Regions from separate parts of the Ovis aries genome. Here region 1 is linked to region 2. A link is a contact called in public Hi-C data. All regions are on one chromosome and are shown on one strand. Each heading gives the region's core, a stretch centred on a gene start, on an enhancer-like site or on the middle of the called end of the contact. The rest is flanking DNA. Distances are from core to core; before and after follow the strand shown.

Region 1 (2,700 bases), core at 5-2,504, 140 kb before region 2:
CTTGCACCTGGAGGGCCAGTCATCAGAGCCCAGTTGCCGTAACTTTGTGTCTAATTCTAGATGTGCATGCGTGCTCAGTTGGTGGGTCATGTCTGACTCTTTGTGACCCCATGAACTGTAGCCCACCAGGCTCCTCTGTCCATGAGATTTCCCAAGCAAGAATGCTGGAGTGGGTTGCCATTTCCTTCTCCTAATTCTAGGATACTAGGATTTTTTGGAGTTTTCAATGAGAAGTCTATACATTGGTACAGCTGGTGAAAAAAAATCTCTCCTTTTTGATCTTCCCCAAGCATGTCTAGCCTGAAGGCTCAGACGGTAAACAATCTTCCTGCAGTGCAGGAGACCCAGGTTCAATCCCTGGGTTGTGGAAATCCCCTGGATTTGGAAATGACAAGCCACTCCAGTATTCTTGCCTGGAGAATTCCATGGACAGAAGAGCCTGGTGGGCTACAGCCCAGGGTGTCGCAAAGAGTCGGGCACGGCTGAGAAAGCTGAGCGACTAACACACAAGTGTGTCTCGTGGCTCTTGAAACCAGGATTTAAAATAGCAAGGGCGCGCATTGGTTTATATGAGTTCTACCTGAAAATAATGTGTGAACAGTACCAATTAGCATTTCAGGTTTGGTCACTGTTTCTTCCATGCCTCCTACGTGCTGGGCATCAAGCTTGGTGCACGAGGCGCACAGGCGGTGAAGTCCTGGCCCCTGCTCTGGACAGTATGGTGCTTCTCTTAATTTTATACACTGAACAACTACACAATCGGGGTCTTTTCAGGGCTTCCCAGGTGGCACTAGTGGTAAAGAATCCGCCTGCCAGTGCAGGAGGTGCACGTGATAAGGGTTCGATCCCTGGGTCAGGAAGATCCCTTGGAGGAGGGACTGGCAACTTACTCCAGTACTCTTGCCTGGAGAATCCCATGGACAGAGGAGCCTGGCAGGCTACAGTCCATGGGGTGGCAAAGAGTTGGGCATGACTGAGCAAGTGAGCAGACACACACACACTCACACACGGACATTTCAGAGAGCTTTGAAACTATGTTCAGGCATATAATTAGTCTACAAAGGGAAAAGACTTTCTTCTCCCAGAGAATACAGAGATTCAGTCTTAGTACAGGGAAAATCGAGTCTTCCATGAACGGAAGTCTCTCTGTCTGGTGAGGATTCAATCACATCAGCCCCTTGCTCCCCTGCAGAGGGGATCCCCCAGAATCCTGACCCCCCTCCACCGTTGTCCTGTTCATGTGATACTGCACAGGAACACGAGGGGGCGCCAACCTACCTACTATCCTGTGTCCTGAGGACCACACTGTGTCTCAGCTGCTTTCAAGGGTGGTCCTCGGCCAGCTGCAGCATCACTTGGGTACTCATCAGACACGCAGACGCTCAGGCCTCCTCCCAGACATACTGAACAAGAAACAGTGAGCAGCCCATATTTAATAAGCTCCCAGGTGATCCTGACGTGCCCTGGACTTTCGACGCATGGATGTATCTCGTCCTTGGGGCATCTTTCTCCCCTCTCTGCCTCCCTGAAGCAGCCCTGTGACCTTGGAGGGAGGCGCAGGCTCATGATCTCGGTCACTGGAGAAGCCGGCTGCTCTCTGGGCTCACCTGGGATGCTGCCTAAAGCTTATCCCATTAGGGTTTCAGATGCTCTTTAGTGGAAGACATGAGGATGGAGCCGTGGTGGACGTGGGCAGCCCTTCATCCACCATTTGCTGGCCTTTCTGCCCCAGTTGAGATGCCCAGTTTCTTCAAGCTGCTGGGAGAACTGCCTCTTGGGGAGCTGGGCTCTGATTCCCCAGCAGAGTCAGTTTCCTCAATTGCAAGCCCAGGTGGCCAAGCTGGGTTGCCTTGTCTCTCTCAGTGTGGGGTTAGCAGGTTCCCCAGGTGGCCATTCCCAGTGGCACCCGCCTGCCAACGCAGGAGTCTCAGGCTTGATCCCAGGGTCGGGAACAGCCCCTGGAGGAGGGCACGGCAACCCACTCCAGTATTCTCGCCTGGAAAATCCCATGGACAGAGGAGCCTGGTGGGCTACAGTCCATAGAATCGCATAAAATCTGACACAGCTGAAGCGGCTTAGCATACACACGGGTGAGCATCACAAACAGGTGGTTCTGGATGTCCTGTGCCTTTTTTATTTTTCACAAGTGACTCCAGGACTCTGTGGCAGGTGCGGAGGGGGCTACTGTAGGGTGAGGAGCCTTTGAAGGAACGCCCGTCCCATGGACATTGAGAACATTCTTGTTAAGGGTTCATTCAGGAAGCCAGGGAGTGGAATGGTTAATTGTTATCACAGAGCATAGGACATCTGCGAGAGGAATGTGTGTTTAACTGCGGCTTCTTCCAGTAATCTCTCTTCTGGGAAAAGCGTTGGCCAAAGAGCCTCAATTTCGTGGCTAGCCAGTTTCCTTTGCCAGACAAAAGCAGAGTCTCACAATGTCTGGCTCTGCGGCAAAAGAGAATTTAGCTAATTAGCTAAACAATAGACCCTGACCCTGAGCTCGCACTGAAGCGCTTCCTCATTGAATCTCCTTTCCTCCTGCTTTCTCAGAACGAGAGGAGGAGACCATTCCTGTGATCATCTCTCCCCACCAGACCATCTCAGCCTCGCTGGGTAAGGACCGTGTGATCCATGGGGGTGCCTGCAATCTCAAACCTGGGGCCCTGGGACCGCTGTGTCACCCACTGTGCCTGCCCTGGG
Region 2 (2,700 bases), core at 94-2,593:
AGAGCACCAAGCTAAGCTCCCTGTGCAGCACAGCAGCTTCCCACTAGCCATCTGCTTTACACGTGGTGGTGTGTGCTCGTCAGTGCTCCCCTCCCAGTTCATCCCCCAGCTGTGGCCATATGTCTGTCCTCTCCGTCTCCATTTCCGCCCTGCAGATAGGTTCATCTGAATCGTTTTTCTAGATTCCACGTATATGCACTGATATGTCATTGAGGTCTTTCCAGAAGCTAGTCTGATGTTATTAAAACAATAACCTGGCAATAGCAGAAAAAAAAATATTTTCTAAGTCTCAGCAGATTAAAGAATAGGCAACATAAGAGAAAGACAAATATCGCGCTTCCTTTGATCTGCTGAAAATCGGAAGATAAATTTCGTGCAGCCGGGGGGTTAATGTTTTAAATCACTGCGTCAGACTAACTTCTGGAAAGGAGACCCAGTGACACAGTTGCACAATGTGACTGTAACTTTCCCGAAGCGCCAGGCGTTGAGAGCTCCCTCTCGGCCTTGGCATGGACAGAATCTGGAACATCTTGGCAGAAGTTCCATGACGAGAGCAGACCCAGAAATCTTGGCCGTAAACCACTCTGATGGTCATAAACCATTCATAAGCCCCTGTGGGGGCTCCTGTGGGGGCTCCTGTGGGAACTCGGGACCCGAAGTGTAGTCCTGCGGTGGCTCAGTTGGGACACCCCTGCCCCCAGGTCTCCGGGTTTTCATTTCATTCACCTTCGCCTGCTTGGTTGGCCTTGTCTGCCTGCATCTCTGGAGGATTTAACGTGAAAACATTTTAGCATGGAGACTTGGATGTGTGTGTTGTGTGAGTGTGTATGTTATGTGTGGGTGGGGGAGAGGGGTTGTGTTTGCTGTGTGTATTTTTGTGTATGCTGTATGAGTGTGTGACTGTGTTGTGTGTGTATTGGAGGTTGTGACTATTTTGTATATGTTGTGTAAGTGTGTGTTTTTTGTGTGTGTGGTATGTTGCATGGCTGTTTTCTGTGTTTTGTGTGAGGGTGTATTGATTGAGTGTGTGTTGTGTTGTATCTTTTGTGTATGTTATACCTGTGTATATTGTGTGAGTATGTAGGTATTTGTTGCATGATGTTTGGTGTATGTGTTATGAGTGTGTGTGTGTGTGTGTGTGTGTGTGTGTAATTGCATGCTGTGTGACTGTGTGCTGTGTGACTGTTCTGTGTTGTGCCCGTGTGTATATTTTCTGTGGCGTGTGTGCACTTTGTGAGTGTTTCACATGTGCGTGTGAGCGTGCTGTGTGCATGCCCAGTGCCTGGCTCCGCTTGCCTGAGTGCCAGGTAAACAACTGTGAGCTGGAGGAAAAGCCCAGTTCCTGCCCTGTGGAGCCGGTGGTGCCAGTTCCCGGCTGAGCCAGCAGGCCGCCGAGGACAGGGCCTGCGTTGTGCTGACTCTTCTGCCCTCGGTGTCCTGCACAGGGAGGCGGCACTGGGGGAGACCAGCGCAGGGGCGCAGTGGGGGTGCGTGCTGTGTAACTGGGCGCGGCTCCGCTCTTGGGCCCAGACTCCTCGAGGCAGACACTTGTTTCCCAGCTTCACATCTCCCAGTCTGTGCAAGTCCCTTCCTTATCGCCTTTGCAGTTCACTGTCTGTCCACACCCTGCAGGATGTGGGCTCCACGGTGGGGGGGTTCTGATTTGTTCCCGGATCCATCCTAGATCCTAGCACACTGCCCGGCAGGGAGCGTGAGCCCCATAAATGTTTACTGAATGGGCACAGGTCAGGATCAGTTAGTTCCAGCATGTGCCTCCAAGGTCAAGGTTTTCAGTCTGGTGCTGGCGGCATTACTATATTTGCCACTGAGCCTATTTTTATTCTCAGTAACTCCTGGGAAATGGCCTTTCAGAGCATCCCCTCAGGCTTCCTCTGGTCCTCTCGGGGGGTGCGCGTCTGCAGGGGTGGTGGAGAGGGAACCCCCGCTCACACACCCCGCAGGGATGTCTCATTCTTCTGGGTCAGGTGGCAGCCTATCCTTGGGTCCTTGTGGTCTCCAGTGCCCTGTGTCTGCCGTGGTGTGACAGGTCTTATCAGCTGCAGGGCAAGAAGCCGCTGGGTGCCAACAGCCGTGGGCCTTCCTATTGCCCCCCATATATGAGGCCCCTGGACTCCAGCCTCCTGGTTCCAGAAATCCTTGGTGGCTTCTCCCACTCTGCTGGTGGTAGCTCCCTGGCTCTGTGACTGCCCACCCACCCCCCCCCCCACACCCAAGTGCCTGGCTAGAAGCCAGGTCTCACTCTGAGCCCACCTCTCTGGGGAACTTCTATCTCCCAGACCACCCCAGGGGAAGAGACCACAGGTTTCTATCCCCACTTCCAGACTTAACCGTCAGAGCTAAGCTCTTGCTTCCTCCTCTTCCGCTTTCTGCAGGCTCTTCCCGCAACCACTGGCCGTGTCCACCCCACCCTAGTCCAGTTCTGCTCACTCTCTGGTGTGTGAGTCCACTCTTCTTCCCTGATTTTTGAGAAGTAAAGACCAGTTTGAAGAGTTGCAAATAATTCCTTTTTGCCTCTTGACAAAGTCTGGAGTCTTTCCCACCACATTTGAAGATACATCTTGCAATAGATGATGTCATAGTTACTTGTCAGCATTTTTTTTTTTTTCTTTCCTATTGCACATATGACAGTTAAGGACCTTTTAGCCTAGGCTATAGCCTGGCCATGGCCTTAAACTCTAC

What was found. Hi-C and Micro-C count contacts between places; a contact is called where the count stands out from the background.
Region 1: a Hi-C map of liver shows a contact between it and region 2, with 3 times the contacts expected there. The contact joins two enhancer-like sites. A contact is called at or near these places in 3 of 16 Hi-C or Micro-C datasets (liver, skin fibroblasts and tail adipose tissue).

The regions. Positions count from the first base shown.
Region 1 is chr3:99,751,680-99,754,379 of ARS-UI_Ramb_v3.0, reverse strand. IL1R2 (interleukin 1 receptor type 2) reads left to right here. Exons shown (of 10, transcript XM_060412382.1): 7 at 2,551-2,613. Among named protein-coding and RNA genes, the nearest start is that of IL1R2, 25 kb to the left of the region's middle. Within about 2 kb of position 1,254, at least 9 of the 54 cell types and tissues checked have an H3K27ac peak or open chromatin away from gene starts, as enhancers often do. A contact at or near this core is called in liver, where this site is marked.
Region 2 is chr3:99,615,079-99,617,778 of ARS-UI_Ramb_v3.0, reverse strand. The region is part of intron 1 of IL1R1 (interleukin 1 receptor type 1); the gene reads left to right. Among named protein-coding and RNA genes, the nearest start is that of IL1R1, 25 kb to the left of the region's middle. Within about 2 kb of position 1,343, at least 19 of the 54 cell types and tissues checked have an H3K27ac peak or open chromatin away from gene starts, as enhancers often do. A contact at or near this core is called in liver, where this site is marked.